Linked DNA regions of Mus musculus: regions 2, 3 and 4 are each linked to region 1. Evidence: chromatin contacts called from public Micro-C and promoter capture Hi-C data. All regions are on one chromosome and are shown on one strand. The core of a region is the stretch at or near the end of the contact, and the rest is flanking DNA. Distances in the headings are between cores, read along the strand shown. Region 1 holds the start of Prkar2b (protein kinase, cAMP dependent regulatory, type II beta). Region 2 holds the start of Nampt (nicotinamide phosphoribosyltransferase). Region 3 overlaps Gm33484 (a long non-coding RNA gene). Region 4 holds the start of 4933406C10Rik (RIKEN cDNA 4933406C10 gene).

Evidence for each region. Promoter capture Hi-C pulls out the DNA fragments that hold promoters and counts their contacts. Hi-C and Micro-C count contacts between places; a contact is called where the count stands out from the background.
Region 2: a Micro-C map of embryonic stem cells shows a contact between it and region 1, with 3 times the contacts expected there. The contact joins the promoter of Nampt here to the promoter of Prkar2b in region 1. A contact is called at or near these places in 8 of 39 promoter capture datasets (the 3T3-L1 cell line, cranial neural crest, embryonic stem cells and 5 more), 2 of 484 Hi-C or Micro-C datasets (both in embryonic stem cells), 4 of 115 datasets of contacts at active chromatin or transcription factors (astrocytes, embryonic stem cells and forebrain) and 1 of 9 other capture datasets (adipose tissue).
Region 3: a contact with region 1 is called in a promoter capture Hi-C map of hippocampal neurons, with 5 times the contacts expected there. The contact joins the enhancer-like site here to the promoter of Prkar2b in region 1. A contact is called at or near these places in 2 of 39 promoter capture datasets (3T3-L1-derived adipocytes and hippocampal neurons) and 4 of 115 datasets of contacts at active chromatin or transcription factors (astrocytes, bone marrow-derived macrophages, large pre-B cells and 1 more).
Region 4: a contact with region 1 is called in a Micro-C map of embryonic stem cells, with 9 times the contacts expected there. The contact joins the promoter of 4933406C10Rik here to the promoter of Prkar2b in region 1. A contact is called at or near these places in 2 of 484 Hi-C or Micro-C datasets (both in embryonic stem cells), 1 of 115 datasets of contacts at active chromatin or transcription factors (astrocytes) and 1 of 9 other capture datasets (adipose tissue).

The regions. Positions count from the first base shown.
Region 1 is chr12:32,058,280-32,063,882 of GRCm38.p6, forward strand. It overlaps Prkar2b (protein kinase, cAMP dependent regulatory, type II beta), which reads right to left and starts at 2,998. Exons shown (of 11, transcript NM_011158.4): 1 at 2,503-2,998. The coding sequence starts at 2,803. Gm51992 (a long non-coding RNA gene) reads right to left here. Exons shown (of 3, transcript XR_003950224.1): 2 at 4,634-4,759; 3 at 3,940-4,004.
Region 2 is chr12:32,818,720-32,824,624 of GRCm38.p6, forward strand. Nampt (nicotinamide phosphoribosyltransferase) reads left to right here and starts at 1,616. Exons shown (of 11, transcript NM_021524.2): 1 at 1,616-1,907. The coding sequence starts at 1,851. Gdap10 (ganglioside-induced differentiation-associated-protein 10) reads left to right here and starts at 5,397. Exons shown (of 1, transcript NR_045032.2): 1 at 5,397-5,905.
Region 3 is chr12:32,895,054-32,900,575 of GRCm38.p6, forward strand. All of the region lies in intron 2 of Gm33484 (a long non-coding RNA gene), which reads right to left. Among named protein-coding and RNA genes, the nearest start is that of Gm33484, 11 kb to the right of the region's middle. Within about 2 kb of position 1,623, at least 37 of the 459 cell types and tissues checked have an H3K27ac peak or open chromatin away from gene starts, as enhancers often do. A contact at or near this core is called in hippocampal neurons, where this site is marked.
Region 4 is chr12:32,952,505-32,958,504 of GRCm38.p6, forward strand. It overlaps 4933406C10Rik (RIKEN cDNA 4933406C10 gene), which reads right to left and starts at 1,285. Exons shown (of 6, transcript NR_044986.1): 1 at 1,001-1,285; 2 at 694-867. It overlaps Sypl (synaptophysin-like protein), which reads left to right and starts at 1,682. Exons shown (of 5, transcript NM_198710.3): 1 at 1,682-1,855. The coding sequence starts at 1,787.

The sequences.
Region 1 (5,603 bases), core at 1,748-4,247:
GCAAGCCTGTGTCTTACCTATTCATAAAAGCTCCTTAAGAAGGGTACTAGATCATGATATTTCTGAATCAAGCTTCAAGCTTCATGTGAAATGTAAAGTCATTGATCCTGCAATGCTGTGCTGTACCACAGGGACTGTTGTCATCCAACACTTACTCTTTCTCTACTGTGCCAAGAGAACTGCCCAGTGCCTGCTGGGTTTTCTTCAGCATTCTCCTGCATACAGACAGAACCTTAATAGGTTTGTGGGTTTTCAGTCAATTCCACAAACTTTCCATAAATGATGACTCTATCTTGATGTGTCTGTGTGTGCATATACACACACACACACATGCACACCCCCCCACACACATATATATTTATTCCCTATGATCAGGTTTGGATACATCATGGCCTTGTACAAATTCAAGCTCCATAGAGTGTACTTGTTTAAAGGGCTGTTTAAAAAGAAGAAGACCCAGATGATAGGATGCCCACAAAGTCTGAAAGGCCATCCACAAAAACAGTTTGACAAGCGTTTTGTAGCTCACAGTTCTTTTTTAAACCGATTCTCAACACACTTTACATCTAACATAATTAAAGTGTTGGGTTAGAAAAATATAAAAGAGAATTGCCCCAATTGAGGTTATACCAATGCCAAAGTTTCGGCTATGCACATGCCCGTACACATCTGCTGGATAAAGATCAAATTGTGTTATAGTCAAGAAGTTTTAAAACCCCTGGAGGTAGAGATGTTAAAAGGCAACTGGTTAAGCATTTATTACAACTGACCTTGAGTGATTTTTATAGAAAAGATGACTTGGGGAATAGAAAGCTTCATAAAAATTACAAAAGCACTTCTTTCTTCCAATGTGCAAGATACACATTCTTGCAAGGAGAAATTAAACCAAAGCAAAGTGCTTCAAGAGAATTAGATATAATTAGGTTTGACTGTATTAATACTGTATTCCAAAGAGCACAGAGGCTCTCCCAAGCCTCCCTTCTCCTTGGTGCCTCCCATTCAGGACACTAGTCCCCTTTTCCATTGTGCATTGCTTGCCTGCGCTTGCATCCCCATGCCACAGACACATAGCATGTGCACAAATGTGTGTGCATACAAGTATTAGACGTCACTGTCCTTTCTATACCATCTGTGTAAGATGCTGTCTAGTTCCCCTTCCTAGTGAGACAAGCATCTGATTTGGTGTGGGAACAATTAAAACTATGATTACCCTATTCTCAAAGCACCCAAATGTCCCAAATTAAAAATCTAAATAGCAATCTTTCACATTCACAGAGCACTAACATCCAGGGTTTGTGTGTTTTAAACAAGCTAAGAATGCATTAATTTTATAACCCATTCAACATATAATTAATTCTACAAAGGAATGAAAATCTTCCTGGGAGGAGGGCGTAAGGGAAATGAAGTGAATGGCCCTTTAGTGTTTTCACTGTGTGAAAGGCATTGTGGACACACAAATCCCACACCAGCAGCATCAACAAATAAAAGCTGCATGCATGCTCGCCTCACACCACCAAGGAAAATACTTGTCCATTTGCACACCACGGCATTTCAGCCCGGGCTCCTGCAAAACCTGGGGTTTGGTCATATTGTGTAAACACGCATGTGTGTCTGGTGTGTCAGGGAGAGGTGGGAAGCATAAGGGGTGGGACTCGCCAAAAGCAGCTATTTAAAACAATCCCTTTCTCTCCCATTCATTCTCTCTAGCTTCAGTGTCTGGCGTGGTCCTTAGATGCTGGCTGGCTTTTCATTAAGACAACTGACAAAGCTCTTAGAACTTCCCATGGTGTTATTTTTTTTTCCACACACTTTAAAAAGAACATCAAAATCATTCAATATATGTTTTGTATCTTTTTTTTTAAAGAAAGAAAATCATTGGCCTATTTCCTCATGCCAAAGACCCCCTAGGTATCAGGCTAAATATGCTCCTTTGTTATATGTCCAAAAATATCGCCACCACATGGTATTGGAAAAACTGGAAAATAAATTATTCGTATTCCAAGAATGTCACAGCTATTATCGTTAATTTGTTTTACCTCAGCGAGTCCGATTTCACACTCTTCTCACTGAGTCCTACATGCTTCGCCCTTTCTCCCAGAACACTCCATTAATAAATCTAAAGGGCTGAAAAGAGGCCGCCAAGCGCCCTTCATGCACAATGGTACTCCCGGAGCCTGAGACATCTCCAACCACGGGAAAGTTAACGATCCAGCAAGATGCCCACCCTAAATCGCCCCGGAAAGAGAGGTGACAGAGGGGCAGCGGGAGCGCAACCTCTCCTTTCCCCACCTCCAGAGAAAGGGAGGGCATGACAAGAGAGCTGAGTAGGAAGGTGGGCGAGTGGGAGCGACCGAAATGGGTGCTGAGGGGGTGGGCGTAATGGGAAGGTGGAGAGCACGGGGAAGGTGGGGAGCTCAGCCCGGGGTTCAAGAGCGAGGCGGGGTTCGAGAGTGAGGCGGACGCGGCGGCCGGGGCTCAGGGCGCGAGGGGGCCGGTCCTCACCGTTGAACGCCCCTGCTTCCGCGGCCTCCTCCTCCTCGCCGTTCTCGGAGTCGGAGCGCATGGGCTCCTCGGCGAAGTTGACACCCTTACTGGGGATGCCGCCCCCGGCGGCTGCGCCCGCGTCCCCCCAGGTCCTGCCCTCATGGCCGAAGCGCGCGGCGCCCTTGCGCTCGTTCTCCTGCTGCAGCCGCGTGAAGTGCTGCAGCGCGAACTCCAGCAGGTCGGCGGGCTGGTGCCTCAGCACCTCCACCGTGAAGCCCTGCAGCAGCTCCGTGAGCCCCGCGGGGATCTCGATGCTCATCCTGCCCGTGCACGCCGAGGCGCCTGGACGCCGCCCTCGCCCCCTATCCGCGGTCCGGTCTCGGGCTGCGCGGCTCCCGAGCGAGCGCCCCGGGCGCTACCGGCTGCGAGCGCGGCGCACTGGGCCCCCGGCGAGGCTGCTCCGTGCGGCGGCAGCAGCAGAGCGAGCACAGCCCGGGGAGGGTTGGCAGCATCTCCAGCTCCTCCCGCTCCTGCTCCCGCCGCCGCTGCGCCGCCCCCCGCCCGGCGCCCCGCCTCCGCCCGCGCGCCCACGTGATCCCCGGAAACCATGGCAACCCGGCGGGCGGGAGCACTGCCGCCTCTCAAGTGGCCCCAGGGTGGAGGCAGCCTGAGCCTGGGGCGTGGGGCTGAGGCCGCGCGCTCCACCTGAGCTCCCTGAGCGAATCCCACGCACCTTTCTCCCTGTCCCACGCAGAGTTGGTGCGGCGCAATTCCTGCTGAAACTTCAGCCTCCACCTTGGTGGCTTTTCCTTTTCCTAGAATCCAACCCCAAGAGAAACGTGCGTGGTGTCTTTTGTTAGTCGCACAGCCCTACTGGTTCTCTTCTGGATAAAAGAGATGCTGCCACTTGTCTGTCACAAAATTTTCTTTAATTCCGCCTTTTAGCCTCGTGGCTGTGATGGTTTGCCTTACAGATGCTCTGCCACACTCTGCTTAGTACATTTCCTACTGGTTACTGAGACAAAGGCCGCATTTATTGTGTAGCACTTAACAAAGTTAGTTGATCCTTCAAGACAGGATACAGGGTAGTCAGGGCAGCTGGACAGACAACTAAGGGTGTGTTACCTGATTAGCCTCTTGTTGCTTATTTTTAAAACCTTTCCTGACACTTTGCGTCACTTCAATTAAATCTCCAAAATTTGAATATAGCAATAAAAAGGAAAAGAGAACTACACATTTGTGCTTTTTAAAGAAAACCCTTGTCTTTAAAACGAGCCTATTCTGAGAATTTTGAAACAGAAAAATTTATCTTTTGCCAAATTAAACGCTGTATAAATATGCATACTTTATTTTCTACGATGCCCATTTCATTGTAAAGCAGTCCAAGTGCAAACTCACTTGAGTTTTATTTTATTCTTAAGTTTTATTTATTTATTGAGTTTTATTTTATTTCCTTAGTTGTTCTCACTTACCTTTCTGCCCACACATAAGGAAAATATGTGACTCACGAAACCCAAAACCTAGAAATCAAAAATATCATTTCGTTTTATTTTTTAAAAATTGCTTCTTACCCATTTGTTTACAATGTTTATTTATCTTTTTTTTTCATAAGGGAATTCATTTCTCAAGTTCAGTTTCTTAACCTCATAATAATAATACTGGTGTGTGTTTTTTTTAAAATAACATACTTCTAAATTGTAATTGTGTGGTGTATAAGAAATAAACTCAGAAAAATGTGGTCTTCACATGAGGCCATATGGAACACAGTATTAGTCAAGTTCTCTACCGAAATGTTTTGCAGATCCAATAATCTAAGATGTATTTCTATCATGTTTCTCCCTACTGCTCAGCAGAAAATGCAAAGAATACTAGTTAAGATGGGATTTTATCGTTGCGGTCCTCAATGTCGATCAAGAATCCTCGCTCATTCAAGCTCATTGCTGTGTAATTCTGGCTTTGTGGCTCCTCCACCTCCAGTCATTTCCTCTAAGTCAGCTAACAGGAAAGTGGGGAAGAGAAAGGAGCCTCCTTCCGGCAGCAAACACTCATCTTTTCTTTTGGCTACAACTTCTGACCACATACATTTTATTTTCTGAAAGTGAGTAATGGTACCTCCCAGCCCATGTGCTCTTCCACAGAACAACTTTACCATTCCTAAGCCCGGAGTGCAACGCAAGGGGGATTGTGACTGCTTTGGCCAGTGGTGCATTTAGAAGTCACTCTAGCCCTCTGGTAGGTGCCTGACCAAAGTTCTGATCCATGGAGTTGGTGAACCCTTAAAAACAGGAGGAGGTATGTGTTAGCCTTGAAATTTTGGTAGTTTGTTGCACAGCAATAGCAATTAAATGCTACAATGGAGAAATTTGGGGAAAATATTCTTTATTTTGAGCAGTTATGTACAAGCAAATGCTTAGAGGTGGAGGAAAACCAAGTATAGGGACAATTATTAGTCTGTGGATGTTCAACACCTTTCTCAAAAACAGAGGAAGCAAGGAACCACATTTTTAAGTATCGTTCTCCAACATGGTTTTTTTTTTTTTGTTTTTTTTTTTTGTTTTTTTTTTTTTTTTTTAACATCATAGATTTCTTATACAGGGTGTGCTAGATGGCTCGCTTTCATTAGCCACAATGCCAGGAGCTCCCCTTGTTTTAGAGCTGTAGAAGTGACTCGGGCATGAAATTAGTAATTGGATTAAATGACCTGTTGTTGGTCTCTCGTTCTGGGAGGTTTCCAAGAGAATAATACTAAGAGCAGATATGTTGGATTTAAACCATCTTGGCAATCATCACTCTGGTAATTTTTGTTTGCATCAAGTTTTAAGCCAATAACCATGACCTGAAAAGGAAAAGCTTCATTCTCATGTTCCCGTTATGCTACACTAGAACTGTTCTCAGAACAAATTTTCACTTCTCAAATCCTGTTCGGGCTTTTAATCACTGCCACATAATCTTTGAGACAATGTTTTATGATTTCCTTCATTTTAAAGATACTTGCTTTTGAATGTTTGAGTGTAATGACGGCGTTTTATAGGGACTACTCATCTGGAATTCTTTTAAAGAACATCATTGCTATTGATTCTTTGGTTGTTGATTTACAAAGCAATTTGCACTTGTTTCTC
Region 2 (5,905 bases), core at 366-2,865, 760 kb after region 1:
GGCCCCGGCATAGTCTCACAAGAGACAGCTATATCTGAGACCCCAACTCTTAAAAGTTGATCTGCTTCCTTCTAGTCAGTCCACACTAGCATATAGCCCTTTGCGGGAGAGGGGCTTTTAAGAACTCTAAGAACTTCAATAGTCACCTTTTCCTCTAAAGATTGCTGTGGGATTAAGCCAGTAATATTCCTGCAGACCCTACTCTTGAACTTATCTAGCAATGTCAGTATGCTTACAATGTTAGCATTTTTACATTTTGGGCTTTTTCATTTTTATACAGGGAAAAAAACTGAAAGATTGCAAGATCAAATTTTGTTTTTAGAAAACACTACCGTGAACAAAGACTACTTTGTAATTAGAATCTTATCCCCACCCCCACCTCCACCCCCCACCCACCCCCCACCCCCCGCATAAAACAGCCTAAAATGGCGGTCAATTGTAGATGAATGGATGCTGTAGCTGAGCTCTTGGATCCTTTGAAAGCTGTTTGACTTTTCCTGGAGAAAAGTCTCAACAGTCCTTTGTGTCTTAAGGGGAAGGTTAAATTGAACCCTCTCAGACGATGAAGGGACAAGACCAAACTGAATCTAACATTGTTGAGAAGTCAAAGGCAAAAGGAAGCTACTAACTTGATGCAGTCTGTGCCAGTTTAGTTATACCGATTTCCCCCTGCTACTTGTATTCCATAAAAACAAAACAACAACAAAGCCTAAATCTTAGAATTCTTAAATGCTATTAAACATGCAAAGGGAATTTTAGTTCTATGCAAAACAAATTTGCAACTCTGTATGTGAAAACTGAACAAGAGGACAGGCTCATGGAAGTTGGGTGACGTCATCAGACGTCACTTCGCTTATTTGGGAGGTTACTAGCTCTTTCCCCCACGATTTAATGATTTAAAGGAAAACAAAAAACCAAAAAACAGATCCACTGTATAAGACTTGGCTGTATGCCTTTTACTTCCCAACAATATTAGATTCAATTTGGTCTTGTCCCTACATTGTCTGAGAGGGTTGAATTTAACCTTTCCCTAAGACGCAAAGGCTTTTCTCCAGGAAAAGTCAGCCTTCAAAGGATCAAAGAGCTCAGCTACAGACTGAGCGCGGAGAAAAGCAAGTCCACGCGCCAGGGCAACTCAGACCGCAAGCAGCTCCTCTGATTTTAAAGGAAAATCTAGAGGATCGGAATCCACAAGACGGATGGGGACCAAAGATTCCATCCATCGTCCAAGCGGGAGACAAAGGTAATTCAGCGCGTGCGGGAACAGGGAGACGACAGTGGGTGGCTCCTTGGCCTTAGCTGGTGGCGTGACTCCAACAAGACTCTCAGGACGAGCAGGGACTGGGTAGGACAAGAGGAAGGTCCGGGTTGGGGCGGGCAAAGAGACTCCCGGCAGGAGGGGCGAGGCTGGGAACGCCAAGCCACGCCCCTGCATCAGACCACGCCCCTCAGAGGCAGGCGCCCAGGTCACGCGCTGGGGTGACGGTCGGCTTTAGGCCCGGGGCGGGCGCAGCTGAGGCAGAGCGCGTGCCTCACGTCCTCCTCAGTCCCCCCCGCCCCTGCGCTGCGCACGCGCAGCCGTGCCCCGCCCCTTGTCCCCGGGATGGGCGGGGCGCGGAGCCGCCGGGAAAGCCGCCGGAGCGCGCTGGGCAGGGGAGCGCGCTAGCCTCCACCGCCGCGTCACGGACCTGCCCGCCCTCCCGGCCCCTCCCCGCGCTCCGTTCCCTGCTCTCCCGCCCCCCTGCGAGCGAGCGGTGACTTAAGCAACGGAGCGCAGCGAAGCCCATTTTTCTCCTTGCTCGCAGCCGCGCCGGGCAGCTCGTGGCGCGGCGTCTCCGCTCCGGCCCGAGATGAATGCTGCGGCAGAAGCCGAGTTCAACATCCTGCTGGCCACCGACTCGTACAAGGTGGAGTTGCGATGGGGGGGGGGGGGGGTCTCCGGGCCCGGGGCGGCGGGAGCCGGCGCGGCGGGATGGGGCAGGTGGAGGAGCCGCAACGCGGTGGCTGAAGGATGGAGGCGCGGGCCGGAGGCGGGGCCTACGCCGCGGCGGGGGCGCGGCCGGAGGCTCGGCGGGATGGGCGCACGCTGCAGCTACCGTAGCCGCCGGCGGCCTTGGCTCTGGGACAGGGAGGACTGGATGAGACCGTGGGACGATCGGGCCGGTTAGGTAACAGCCCCTGGCTCGGCAGGTACGGTCCTGCCCCGGGGAGCTCGGGGAGAGGTCCTGGCGGTGTGCCCCTCACCCAGCCAGTGGTCCCAGCGCGGAGGATAACCCGGCCCCGGGAGCCGCGTCTGATTCAGCTGTCCCACTCGGTGGGGTTGCATTTCCAACTCCCTTGCACCTAGGGATCATTCACGTGCCTGCCCCCTGGTTGCAGAGGCCAGTGTGCTCTGGCTCTCCAGGATCAACTACGTGATTTCTGTGAAATGGAAAGTGAAACACCAAGAGTTAAAGGAACTGGAGTTATAACCCTGGAGAATTTGTGGGGAGAGTAAAATGGCACATTGCTTTAAGGTGCCTATTGAGTTGACTCTTGCACTAATTCCATTTGATATGCACCTTAGCCAAGAGAGGAATGATGAAGAAATGCCCGCCCGCCCCCCCCCCCCATACACACTGTGAAATGAACTGCACTGATCTTCAGTTAAGTTTGTTAGCCAAGACGCTTAAAAGATAAAATGTCAGACTAGTAGGACCCTCGCGAGAACAGATTAAATTTTAGCTTTCAAGTTTAGTATTTACTTGAACATCGTGATGGTTTTGAGTAGCGATTTAGGCGTAGTACTCTCGTGGTTTTGTTTTGGTTCTTTGCTTTTTACTTTTTGTAGCCCTGTAATCTGAATGTTTCAGAGTCCCATTTGCTTACATACTAGTTTGTCCTTTTTTTTTTTTTTTTTTTTTTTTTGGTAAACTATTGTAAGTAAGTAATTTTTCATTTTAAAGGGTCCAAGATTTATCAACAGGTGGTCTTTCGCATGGAATTTCATTTTACTTCATTTTAGTTTTTTGAGGCAGAGTTTCTGTGTAGCAGCCCTGGCTGTCCTAGAACCTGCCTTGTAGACCAGGCTGGCCTTGAACTCAGAGAGCTGCCTGCCTCTGCCTCCTAAGTCATGGAATTAAAGGTGTGTGCCTCCACATCCTACTTCAGATGGGATTTTAAAGTGGAAATCACCTTTTCAAGATTATTACCATTTCTGTTGTGGTACTGGAGGCTCTAAAATCTCTGCATGATGTAGTTCAGTTGAAGTGTTTTGGGTATTCTTAGTGATTTTAGAAAAGCCTCATTTTGTAAAAGTAAAATATCAGTAAATATCCCAAGATAATTTTCAGATATTTTACTGTATTATGTGTAAACGATTGAACGTAAAGGGAAATATAAACAGACTTAAAAGTCCAGGCTTAGGAGGGCACATAATTATTTTAATCCCAACACTCAGAAACCAGAGAGGCAGGCTTCTGTGAGGTCCAGGCTAGTCTGCTCTACATAGCAGAGAAGGAGCAGCTGGAACTACAGGGTTTATCAAAAAGAAAGCAGTAGCTCCTCCCGCCATTGTGAGTGCCAAGTGTGACACTGCTGCAGGTCACAGTGGTGTTTTGGAGATGTGTTTAGTTAAGAAGTAATCTTAAAGCTTTCTAATGTCCTAGCAAGTCCTGCTTAGCTGAGGGAATTTTATTTGCATATAATAAATTTTATTCCTGACCGGTGGTCTCAGGGGGCTAATATTAAAGTATTTATCCTTCTTGTCTTTTTAATCCTAGGTAGAGAGGTAGCAAGAGTGCTAAGCACGATATTACAAGTAATGAAAATTCTTTCATTTGGCAATTATATATTCTTGTCAGATCTCAAAAATTCGTGGCTGTTTAGAAGAGAGTGGCTGGAGGATGAAGAGATTCTTCTAAAATTAAAGGGAAATGGTTTCCTAAACTACACAGCAGAGAAGGCGGTGGCCAAGCATATAGCAACATGTGGGATACATTTTCACAGTGTCCTTAAGAAAGGGCAGGACACTCGGGGCTAGTGCAGGGGCATTTGAAGCACACTTCCATTTCTGGGATCTCGTATTTCATTGTGTGTAATAAGGACCTGAGAACACAGGCAGATGCAGCTCTTCAGTTTCATCTTGAGTTTATTTTCCAAATAAAAAGGGCCTGCTCTTACGGCTTCAATCATTTATATTTTCAGAATTGCTTAGGGCACATCTCCTACCCAGCTTTAGTGACATTGCACTAACCCAGCTAGGGAGAATGGGTGTGAGCCACTCCAGCCATTTCGGTGGTTGGATTGCATTCGGGACTTTCCTGTAAAGGAGACGTGGTTTTTCCTTTGAACTTACCTCTGGGATAATCAGAAATAACCAGAAAGCAGTCAAAGATGATTTTCTTTTGGATTCCACAAAACTGTATACTTTTTTTCCTGAATAAGCGCCTACAGCAGAGAATAGTTTTAACATTTTTTTCAACATTTTATCTCTAGCAGATTAGCAGAAGACACTGTCATTGTGCTATGGCTGGAAAAGACAGAATACACAAAAGTAGTCCTTCAGCAGTGTTCAGGTCTCATCACCCCACTGAGAGATGTGCCGCCAGGGTAGCTTGCTTCTCAGAGGCTTCCTAGGCCTCGACGTAGGGCCCAGCACTCTGCCGTCATTCCTTTATACGGAGTGAAGGAACCCAGAGGGAACAACATGGCGTTACAATCCAGGGTGGAGAAAGGTTGGTTTTAGGGACGCTTCCAAGAGCTGCCTAACTTCCTTGTGGCAATGAAACCGGCAGACATTGTGTTCGCCAATGGCTGAGGAACACAGGAAGTTGAGAATTATTGCAGAAGAGATTTGGAGAGATGAGAATCATATGACCAGGTTGGTTCTGACTGGAACTTCCAATCTTTTCCTCTCACTGGTTCCCATTTTTTGTAATCTCCTCTTCCGTGCTTCTGAGTAAACACTACAGGCTTGGGACATGGGTCCATGGCACCAGCACTTACCACTGAGGAGGGGCAGTGCTAGGACTCAGCGTTTTGGTCTTTTGTTGTTGTTTTTTTTTTTTTCTCCTGTCCTTAAAACACATGCATGTAGCAGTCATTGACATACCTCTGTAGACCTAGCACCCTTGGTTACATAGGAAGTATGGGGTAGCCTGGGCTATATGAGACCTTGTCCTAAGGAAGAGGGTGATATTTTAAATATATTTCTCCAAGTAAGTTTTATAAGTTGTAGGGGAAACTTGGACAGTTGAAATAAGACAGTAAAGCTGGCAACATCAGGTAAAGAAAGGTGCTTGCTCTCAGGCGGGGACCCAAATGGTGGAAGGAGAGAACCAACTCCTACAAGCAGTTTATGCTTCAGAGCTGAATTGCAACAAATTATCTTCTGTGGCAGCAAATTTCCAGGGCTTCACAAATTTTAAAAACTCCTGGGAAGCAGATAACTTTTGCTTTTTTCCCCCATATATTGCATTAGCTGTAGTGAAGCAGGGTGTCAGCCAGGATGGGGATAGTAGAGCCTACTCTGCTGTAGGTGTTGCCCATATGATGGAACTTGTTCTGTGGCATTGAATATGTTAGCCCATTGCATTTTAAACTTTGGCTCTTAATTATTTCTTACCAGTTAAAAATACAAGTGTAACTGAAGAAGTGGGCAAGTGAGTACCAGTTGCCTTTGGTGATATGATATCAGTTTATGAGGAAAGATCTTGAGAAAGTATCTCAGGTCAACCTATGGAATACCTTAAAGGAGCAACTAGAGAAAATTACACCTAATTTCCTGTCTTAGTCAGAGTTCAGTTGCTGTGAAGAGACTCTGTGACTGTGGCAACTCTCCGAAAACATTTAATTGGGGTAGCTTACAGTTCAGAGATTCAGTCCATTATCATGGTGGGAAGCATGGCAGCCTGCAGGCCGACTT
Region 3 (5,522 bases), core at 373-2,872, 840 kb after region 1:
TTATACTTTGGAAGACACGGACAGTACTAGTTTAATGTCATTATCCCCATGATGCAACAGACCTTGCATATGAGTCCCGCCTCCTGCCCTATTTTCTATACAGCGGTGGGATCTCTGGCCACTGAAGTGGTAGACTTCTGTGTTGTTGAGGGAGGACAGAAGCTTAAGGAACGTGGACATGAAAGGTGCCCTTCAGCTCAGAAGCTGGGTGAAGCCTCTCACCAGCTGAGAGTCGAGGATGACAACACAGCCAATGACATCCATTTAAGGCCTTGCAAACCTCACCTGCAAACCTGTGGTTTCCTAGGCTCTCACCAGAAACCACACTTAACAGGAAAAGATGGGTCCTAAACAAACCCTTTGTGCAATCTACGGGGCTCCTCCTGGCGCCTTACTGGATTGCAATCCCACCAAAGGCACCTTCAGTGCCAACTTCTAATCTCAAGAGTGGAGAGGTAGGGGAGGGGAGTGTCCCTTAGGAACCTGCTGAGCAGCGAACCCCAGACGCTTCCAGAACCCAGACATAGTCACCAGGAGGACTCTTGAAACCCGACTCCTTTGTGAGCAGCCCACACCTGTGTTTCCTCCCCAGCTGCCCTCCTTTTTGCTTTTAGTAAATTCCAACTCTGTCTCCTATTGGCTCATCCTGAAATTCCTGCCCAGGTGGCAGCCCAGGATCAGGGTTTCCCCCCCCCCCCCCCGTGGTGGTCTATAAAGAGAACTCAGGCTGCTGCAGGTGACAGTGTGGAGGTTACAGGGTGCAGGTGACAGTGTGGAGATGGCAGGGTACAGGTGACAGTGTGCAGGTGACAGTGTGCAAGTGACGGTGTGCAGGTAACAGAGTACAGGTGTCAGAGTGCAGGTGACAGGGTACAAGTGACAGGGTGCAGGTGACAGGGTGCAGGTGACAGTGTGCAGGTGACAAGGTGTAGGTGACAGGGTGCAAGTGACAGGGTGCAGGTGACAGTATGGAGGTGACAGTGTGCAGGTGACTATGCAGGTGACAGGGTGGAGGTGACAGGGTGGAGGTGACAGGGTGCAGGTGACAGTGTGCAGGTGACAGTGTAGAGCTGTCCTTCTGTCACTTGCTCTCATCTTGCCTCAGTTTCCATCAGGGTGGATGTGAGGGGACTGAGGGATGAGTCCAATCTTTGATGTCTTAAATAAAAGGCTCTCTATAAAATACCTAAACCTAGTTAGTACTTGGTGTTTAGTCCCAGCAATGGGATAGCAGAAGACAGGTTTACAAAGCTTAGTCCCTCAGGCATCACAACCACCAGAGACTCGCCTGAAGTCTAGCTCTGCGGGCTGTGAGGGGTGCCGGTACCATCAGTGCTGTGGGGGTGGGGTAGAATCCGCTTCTCTAAGTCACTTGACTCTTTGGCTCTCGGCTGTTGCTCGTTCCATCTTTGGGAGAGGTTCATGAGAAGGTTTAGAGGGAGGAAAGGAAAGGAGGAAATGATAGCATTACAATATCTCTTTAAAAATTAAAAGGAAGAGAGTGGAAGAGACAAGTTCTCGAAACAGCCTGGATGCTGAGCTCAACCCAAAGCACGGGTGTAAGCTCTGGCCAGCAGCCCTCAGAGGCTTCCAGCTCAGCGGCCCGAGACTCCTCACTGAAAATATCCAGCATCTGATGAGGCAGCTGCGGGTTAAATTTAGCCTTGGCAAACTCAGGCCTTGGCTGGATGCTGGAAGCATCTGAGTGGATGGATGGAGGGCCGATGGATGCGTGGATAAAGAATGGACACATGAACAGGTGGATGGACAAATGGACAGACAGGTGGATGGATAGACAGATGGATGGACTTAGCACAGGTAGGTGTGAGAGCCTGGGCTACTGTGGCCTGTGTGATGATGATGCTGACACCAGGAGAGAGGCAGAGCTAGAGGAAGGAGATGAGTTGGGAAGCCCTCCTCTCTCAGTGGCCACCAGCCTGGCACAGCCCTTTGATGGCCAAGGGAAGCATGAAGATAGATGCAAGGAAAAGGAGCCATAGAGACGGTGAGAATCTGTAGAGCCATGTCCCCTGGAAAACTGCTGTGAGGGATCATCCAGTAATGTCACATTAGCCAAGTAAGGTCCCGCACTGGGTCCACAGATATTCAGTGTGACCTTTGTCCTAGCTGTGTGTCAGAGGCCACCTCAGGGCTTTTATGTCATCATGATCCAACCGTTATTTGCTTCCTCAGTGACCTGTTAAAGTGCGAACAACTATGGACGTTGCGTTTCCTTGGTTAACGCAGTTATCGTTGCTGTCCCTGGAAGGGGTAGAGGACAGAAGGGCAGGGAAGGAATGATCAGCATGAATGAACTAATGAATGGAGTGTCTCTTGTGTTAATATGCTGACACTGGAGGAAGCAGTACATACAGTAACTGTAGCTGAATACAAAGAAATTACCTTCCCCGTTTGGTAGATGAGAAATAATGTGCCTTATTTGGGGCTTCCATGAAGATTAAATGAGAGTATTTGACATGAGATAGCTCACTTCAATAGATGCTGGGTGAACTTGGTCGTCAGAGGGCCAGAGAATCCCTCCCACCTCACGGTTTGCCAGTCTGGCTTTAGCATCCTCCGGGCCAGCAGGTCGCCTGAGTATCACACGACTACACTGCCACCTTCTGGCCACCTGGAGTACTTCAGCTGTGCTGCCTTTTGAACAGGTCCTGCCCAGATGGACCTGCAGACTCAGACTGTCCTGCACTGAGCTGAGCTGTACAGCTGTTGGAGCAAGTCACCTGGGACTTCAACAACCTGGATTTCAGTCTTCTAAGCAAGGTACGGACACTGGGGATCAACAGCCCAGTTCCCCCATTCCAATCCTCATTTACAGGTTGTTGGTCTTAACTGTGTACTGTACTGGAATGTCCTGCACACACACACACACACACACACACACACACACACACACACACACACACACCATCTGCATCCTACACCAGACCTATGGGATTAGGCTCTCCAGGAGGCCTAGGGGTGGTTCTCCATGAAAAAGGAAACCTTCTCAAAGTCTCAACCCAGTTCTGAGAATTGAGAATTTGGTGCCTCTTTGTGTCTGCTCCAGTCACCTTTAGTCTTTCACAGCTGTATAGATGACACAAGCCAGGCTCTCTGCACTTAAAATCAACACAGGGAGCTAGAGACAAGAGGAGGTAAGGACAGAGAGAAGCGAGAGCTGACTGAACAAAACAAAGGGGAAGAAAAGTGGCCACACTGAAGCAGGTGGAAAGGAAAGAAAAAGAGAGGAGATGAGATTAGGGGAGAGACATGGAAAATGGGAGCTGGGCCAGAGGCAAACAAGAACCTAAACAAAATCAGTGGACAAATACTAGAGTAAAAAAAAAATTCAATGTATGGTTAAGATCAATATCCAAAAAAAAAAAAAAAAAAAACCCTTGCAGATATTAACAAGGTTGAGATAGCACACTAGAATAAGCAAAGATACCGAAATTCCCGGTACACAGTTTCAGAGGATTGCTTTTGCCTATATAGTTGACAAAACCCAGAAAGCCACTTACTTATTTCTTGGAGTGTGGAAGAAGGAAATAGTTTCCTAAATGCTGTTGGCAGTTATGAATGTGAATTGTCACATTTGAACACAAGAAGCTGGCACCATATAGCAAAATGCACCACCCATCATCAGCCCACCATCCCTGGGACCAGATGGATGCCTTAGGGACACAGCATTGTGGACCAAATGTTGACATATCAGGCTGGTTTGATTATGGCTCCATACAGCAGCCATGATAAGTGAGAAAGCCATGCATGTCACACTGGAATTTAAGGCCTGAGATGTTTCTTTGTAAGAATAATAAGAAAGCAACAATGTTCATAATTTTGTGCCACTATGGAAAGCACAAAATGTCAGATGTGTGTGTGTGTGTAGCATACAGTGATATAGTAATATTGAATGTTTCAGCTAGTTGGCTATCACCTGCTGTGTTTGTTATTTTAAATGAATATATAGGAATATAAGTAAAGGTGTCTTAGGATTTCTATTACTAATGTGAAACACCATGACCAGCAGAGTTTATTTTTCTTACAATTCCACATCACTGTTTAGCATAGAAGGAAGTCAGGGCAGGAATGTAGGGTGGGTGGGAACCTGGAGCCAGGAGCTCTGCAGAGGCTCTGGAGGAGTGGTGTTTACTGGTTGGCTTCTCATGGCTCCCTCTTATAGCACCCACAGCCACAGCCCAGGGGTGAAACAGCCCACAGTGGGCTGGACCCTCCCCATTAGTCATTAACTAAGAAAACGCTGTACAGGCCCACCCACAGCCGGATCTTTCTCAGTGGAGACTTCCTTTTAGATGAGTCTAATCTGTGTCAAATAAACAAAAAGCTAGCCAGCAGAGTAAGAATGGGCAGGCACACAGTAGGTTGACAGCATGCGTTACTTGAAAAGGGAAGGGGGTTTCTGTGGATAGGAGAATAAAGACAGAGTAACTGCCTTAACAAGGAAAAAGGAAAAAAACATGGAAACCTTTATAACAATTATAAATTCTAGGTATATCTATAAAATTGTACATGTGTGTTTACACATATACAGTGTTTTAAAATACAGCAGCGATGTTGAATCTGGTGGCACAGTCCTGAAATTCCAGCTACTCATAAGGCTACAGAAGGAGGATCACAGGTTCAAGGTCTGTCTTAGATACAGAACACATTCAAGGGCAGAAGGAACAATTTAGTAAGGCCCTGTCTCAAAGTCAAAGCACACGGCACAATTGCCAGTACCAACAAAATTCATAAGTAGCTTTCATGCAGTAATCCTCTGATCATACTGTATAACAAAACAAACCTCAACTCTCAGTGATGTACCCCAATGGGCATGTCTCTCTCACTCTCAGATCTGGGGCTCAGCCAAGGTGGTCGAATTGGGCTGTAGATCCAGTTCTTACAGGGCACTGTGAGCGTCATTCTGAAACCTGAACCAGCTCGAGTACACTCACCTCAAGGGCAATGGGATGCTCGAGCTAAGCCATGTAACTGAATTTAGATCTCTACCCAGAGGAGTCCCATGTCTAACTCAACATGGTGGGATAAGGAAATAGATTCCTGTGGAGTTGGGTGGGGAAATGAAGGCAGGGCAACAACAACAACAACAACAACAACAACAACAACAACAACAACAACAAACTTTCCCCAAGCTTCAGTGAGAAGTGAGGCAGTGGCGGAGGACCATCTCACCCGCTGCTTGTGAGAACCAGGGTGAAAGCATTGCAGCAATGGTATGGTGATGTGCTGTAGTTGGATAATGTCTGACTGTGGCCTCCAAAGCCCACCAGCTGGAGCTGAGTCTCCGGAGTGCTGGGTTTGAGGCTGTGGAAGCCTTAAGAGCCTGGGCTGAAGGTGGGGATGCTGTCCTCGGGAAGGATGGATGCTGTTCTGGGGTCTCTGGTTATAAAGAGGGCAAGTTGGCCTTGGCTCGTTCAAGCTTCTGGTCTCTTATGTGATTTCTGCCATAGGTCTTCTCTCCGTGGTGATGCTTGTTATGAGGTCACCCATCAAAGGACAAA
Region 4 (6,000 bases), core at 35-2,534, 890 kb after region 1:
AGCTCCAGATAGCTGTTAAGCCTTCAGGGCCAAAGGTCTCATCCTGGGCCAAGAGCTGCCAAGGGTTGAGGAACCCCAGTGTTCTAGACTTACAAACCGGAACATTTGTAAGGTTGAGTTATGAGGGCTGCAACACTAGAGGGTGCCACTTGCTGCTGCTTCTGTCGGGATTCAGCCACCACTCACTGCTGCCTGACAGAAATGAAGGCTACAAGAGACCAGCTCCTCACTTGCTTCCCCTGCCTATCCTTCCCACAATTCCTATCCAACTGTGCAGTCAAGCAAACCTCAGCCAGCTGCCTGGTGACAGGACTACAGGAACAAACCATGGGAGTACAAATTGTTTCAGACCTCTCAGCTCTATAAAGTTGCAAGATGAGCATTATCCCATCCTGTTAGCATCTATTTCATTTTGAAATTACATTGAATATATTTTTGGCTATTTTGTATAATTCTACTTTGAATACTTTTTCCTTTGAAGCACAGCTAAGTGATTTACTTGTGGGTTCCTATCCAACAGGTCTCAGCAGAAAATAACTTTTTTTTTTTAAGACTTAAAGAGAAATGCTGAGTGGAATACACGGAAATAAGAGTGAAGGAAGGAGGAAGTGTTAGCTTGGTAGTAACTGTTCATGGGTAGTGGTCAGTTCTAATGGAATACTCCACTGACATTTAGGAAATATAAATAAGTACCTGGGAGCTGGAACTAGGATCCTCTGTGGCAAAGATCTTCCTTCGATGTTGGTGTTATCTCACCATGCATGAAGACAGGCCACTATCCCAACCCTCCAAAAAAGGCCAGGCACAAGGAAGCCAGAGAAGAGATGTCTAGATTGGTCCCATTCTGGTGGCAGGAGGGAGTGTTCCCTAAGACAAATCATGAAAGATGAGTTAACTTGACCCCCCCCCACTCCCCCGCCCCCCCCCAAAAAAAAACGGCACGAAATACAGGCCTCGCCAAACGGGGATAGAGGTGGAGAGATGAGTTGTCCTGTGAGACCTGTCAAGCCATGATCTCAAATGGGTGGTCTTTCTCCTACTCTGGCTCCAACAACTTTGCGATGTCTGCGGAAATGTTTGGTGAATCATACGTTCAAGCACCCTTACATAAGGCAGGTTCGCCAGACGGCCGCAGTTTTGCAATAACTATGACTTTAAGGGCCCTGAACACGAGCTTTGAAGTGAGGCTTTGTCTGTGTACACACTTGACACATTTGCCCAAAAGTTCAGAGCACTGGGAAGAAAACGGGCCGTTGTGAGGGCGGGCAGTCACAGCCACAAAAGGGCATAGCAACCAGAACGCCACCGAGGTGGAGGGCCGTGCTGCGCAGGCGCAGCTGTCCCCCGACCCCACCCACCCCCGTCGCGCGCTCGCAAAGGCCGGAAAAGAGTCTGGGGCCTAGGGAGCGCGCGTGCGCGTTAGAGACAGAGCTAGGCTTTGGGGAAGGGGGCGCGGCACACGCATGGCTTCCAAAGCCAACATGGTTCGTCAGCGGTTCAGCCGGCTGAGTCAGGTGCGGCCGGGGGAGGAGCCAGCCCTTCCCAGTCCCTCCTCGGCCTGGTCTCGGCTCGCCCTCTCTGTCTCCTGGGCGCGGACTCAACGGCCGCCCGGCCCCGCCTTAAAGGCCAGGCCGTCCCGCCCCGATGCCCCTTCGTCCCCACCCCTCCGGCCCCGCCCCCAGCCCCGCCGGCTCCGCCTCCCGCTCTCGCCGCGGAGTCGCTCCGGTCTCGCCGCTCCCCTCCTCCGCCCCGCGTCCTGACTCTCTTCCCTCCTTTCCCTCAGAGGATGTCCGCCTTCCAGATCAACCTCAACCCGCTCAAGGAGCCGCTCGGCTTCATCAAGATCCTCGAGTGGGTGAGTGCAGCTTGCGACGCCGACCTCGCCCGGTCCAGCGCGGGGCGCCTTGCCGGGAGGCGGGGACGCGGTCGTGAGGGAGTCCCCCACGCTCGAAGGCCGCGGGGCGGAGATGGCGGCCGGCGTCGAGTCGAGTCGCCGGTGTGGGCGGCTTCTCCCGGCCGCCCCTAGCCGCGGAGGCGTGGAAGCTCGCTCGCTTTTTTTTCTCAGGCTCCACTGCCATCCGCAAAGGAAGACAGGATTTCCTGCTGCGGTCCAACTGATACCGACCGCCCGGAGGCCCGCGGCTTCCGCGGGCGAGGCTAGACCTGGGTTGCGCCCTTCGCTGGCGGCGGGTATGGGCTCCTGTTAAAAATAGTGTGTGTCAGAGAAGCCGAGGCAAAGCCCTTGCCCCGACGCATTAAATTGTCGGCCCATTTAACGCCTGGCCTGGACGTCGAGATTGTTTATAGCAACATCCTGCTTGGAAAGTCAGCTTTCTGCCCTTTCCTGCCAAGCAATCATTAACATCAAAGGAGACTTACAAGTTAGACCTTGTCACGTGCAGCTAGTTTATCAAGCTCTGCGATTTTCCTTCAAACTTAGCGGCCCACTATAGTTGGGTGCTGACTTGAAGAGTTAATGTAAGCACTTGGCATTTATTTGCCCCGTGTGCAGTCAGGTAGTGTTTCGTAGCCGATAACGTTTAATTCCTTCACAGTTCATGTTGAGGGTGAAAAATAAGAACTCTCCGGTTTCGTGCGTGTGTTTTAACGAAGAGCTTGAAGTTCTCCGATGACTGATGACTGCTCGCTCTGATTTTTGTATTTACACTTTATGCCTTCAATTTTGTGAAAACTGAAATGCTGCTCTTGCAACTGGCAAAAGACACGTGACTTTCTGTGCAACCCTAAGTTTAGAAGAAGGTTGTTATTTTAATTCCAAAAGTCATAGGGGAGAAATCAAAGAAATGTGTGTTAAGAATGAACCTTACATTTAGTCTCATTGAATGTTACAATTCAGTTTAATAATTTAGATTTTCACTTAAGTAAGAGGCAGCTTATATCTTTTCTTGAATATTTTAAAGTAGGAGTAATTTTGTTGTGTGCTGAAATTATCTTTAAGTTTCTTAAAATAATACTTTGAGTTTGAAAACCTTTTATTACACAGGCAGTAAGTTTGTAGTAAGACTATAGAGTGTTAATGGTGTAGTGAGTATTTACCCAACAAATATTTGAGTAGGTAGCATATACCAGCACTGTGCTAAATGCCAGCTTACAGATGTGAATCAAACTCTTTTTCTCATGATCATTCAAGGATGTAATGGAGACTATAAAAATGCCATATGGTAAATTGTGTGTTAGAGATACTTGTAAAGTAGTAGGTTAGACAGGAAAGCATCATTGGGGAAGACTTTATAGATGGAAGAATATTTGAAGAGTGAGTACTAGTGAGCTAGGGATTGGCTTTCTAGGCAAATAGAGTCCTGTTAGTGGGAGGAAAAGTTGAAGCAGCCTATGTAAGTAGGTTTTTGCTTGGATGAACATACTGGGCAAAAGTATGGTTCTAAATGATTATAACAAGTTCAAAGCCCTTGTTCCTTCTGAGGGTAGTCATGAAAAACTGGTCCTATGTGTACAAGCTATAGAATATCAGGTCGTATTTAGGTAGTTTCCAGTTAAGCTCAGATTCCGAGTCAATCCTTGGATTTGCCTGTTTAGAAAATTTTAGTTGTTAACAGTATAAAAATAGCCCAACGTGGAGAGAAACCTGCTGCTTTAGAAATTATTCGTACCTAAAATTAATTGTAGTAAGGATGGAGATGACTAGAAATTAAACTGTTTTATGATGATGATTCTATTTGTGACTTGGGTTGGTGATGGCCTTATTGTCTGTGGCAGAAAAGTATTTGAATTGTTTTTAAGGATATGTTGTAGATAATCCCTTCACATAGTTTAAGTGTCAGTCTCCTATAGGCCCTGGTAGATATGAACCTAACAGTTTTTAAATGCTGGTAGAGACTAAAGACTCAGCTTGCCAGCTAAGAAGAAAGGAATAGTTAGGAAGGTAGAGAGAAACATCTTTATTGCTGTTAAGAGTTTCAAGTAAAGAACGTTCAATAATGTCAGGTGCTATGGAGAACGTACTTAAAGTAAGAGCCAAAGCATGCCCCTTGCTCTTAGTAATCAGACCGTTGACGGCACTAGCAAGAACAGTCTCAGTAAAATCAGAAACTGTATTAATTAATGTAGGCTAAGTGGGTAGATATCCGGTAAGGGAAGGAACTCAGTGAAGGTTGACCATCAGAGAAAGGTGGTGGTATTACAAAGAAAAATGAAAACTAGTTTCAGTTTACAGCTCATTTGTTTAAATACTTTCTCTAGAACCAGCCATTATAACTTGATATGCAACAAAACCCCCTGTGTTTCCCACTTCTGTTAAACTAATTTGTACTGCTTCATCAAACACTTGTTTTTTTCTTCAATTTTGTTTTTTTGAGACCGGGTTTCTCTGTGTAGTACTAACTGTCCTGGAGCTCACTCTGTAAATTAGGCTGGCCTCCAACTCAGAGACTCACCTGCCCCAGTCTCCCAAGGGCTAGGATCAAAGGTGTGTGCCACCATTGCCCAGCTGTCAAACATATTCTTAAGTCAATCTTTTCCAAACTGCTAGTGTGTGTGGTAGTGGATACACTTTGGTAAAACTGCTGATTTTTATTAAAGCCCAGCAGCTTTAGACTTCAATCAGTGCAAGTGTCAATATACTCAAAATAATAATGTTTTAGTGTTTTTACCAAAAGAGTTTTTACCTTTCTAGGTGCCTGGGAACGTCTTGGGAGCTCTCAGGGGTCTGCAGGCTGAGATTAATGTTTTACTATAAGAAAAACGTTGGCAATGAAAAACAGAATAGAGTAGACACCTCAACAAAACCTCTGGGTATATGCCCTAGTTAGATATGAGTACTTCAAAAGGTAAACAGAGAGACTGGGGAAATGGCTCAGTGGGTAAAGTGCTTGCTGCAGAAACCTGAGTTTGGATCCCCAGTGGGTACACATCTGTAACCTCTGTACTGTCAGATGGAGATAGGTGGATCCCTGGGGCTCCTGGCCAGCCAGTCAAGCAGAAATAATAAGCTTCAGGTTCAGTCAGAAACCCTGAAATCAGAGAATCAGGTAGAGAGCAATACAGGAAAGATACCTCACATTCATTGGATTGGCCTCTGGCTCCATTACGGGTATGCACAGGTTAGTGCAATCTTGTGTGTGTGTGTGTGTGTTCGCACACACTCACACTTAAGAAAAGATAGAGCTACCTAACAAGGAAGACCTGGACCAGTCTCCCTTCTGGAGAAGAGACAAATTGAACCTTTATCAAATACCCTGAAACATATGGAGAAAACCATTCTTTTTTATTTAAAAACACAAATTTTATCAGTGCTCCATACTATAACTTATTCATGACAAGCCAGCCAGATCAGCAACAATGGTGCTTATTTACTCTAAAGATCATGAAAATAATTGAAAAGTCTGGATTTTTTCATTATTATTATCACATGTGCTCAGAGGATCACTTGCTGGGGTTGGTTCTCCTCCTACCATGCGGGACCTAGTGATCCAATTCAGGTCATGAGACTTAGTGGCCAGCAGCTGAGGCACTGGCCCTGAAAATGATTTTAAAGCAAATATATCTATAGTCCTTGGAATATATAACGCTGAACTCAACCAAACATGTTTTAAGAATAAAGATGACAAATGCTTTCAGCATAATGATCTCTTCTTAATCATTCTTAATCAGAAAAGACTTCTAGCTCTCTCAGCTATGGCTCAGGAATCTAAATCCTGAGGGTTATGGGACTGTTAGCAGAAGTTTGTGTGGTTGTACTGCAGAAGTACAGAGAGTTTAAATAAGCATTTTGATTCTGATTTATTACTCATTTCATGAGAGTAACTTGAAGTGTCGGTGTTCTCAGTGTTTAACTTAGTAAAAACAATAAATGTGTTTTTTTTTATAAGAACATTCACTTGCAGTATATTTTCAGGTCTATTTCTAAATATTTTGACTGCTTAACTTTGAAAACGAGAGATTAAACATAAAGAAATGTATATAGATAACTTTGGTTTAATGATGACACTGAATAACAGTGAAGATCCTACAACTAGAAGTGCT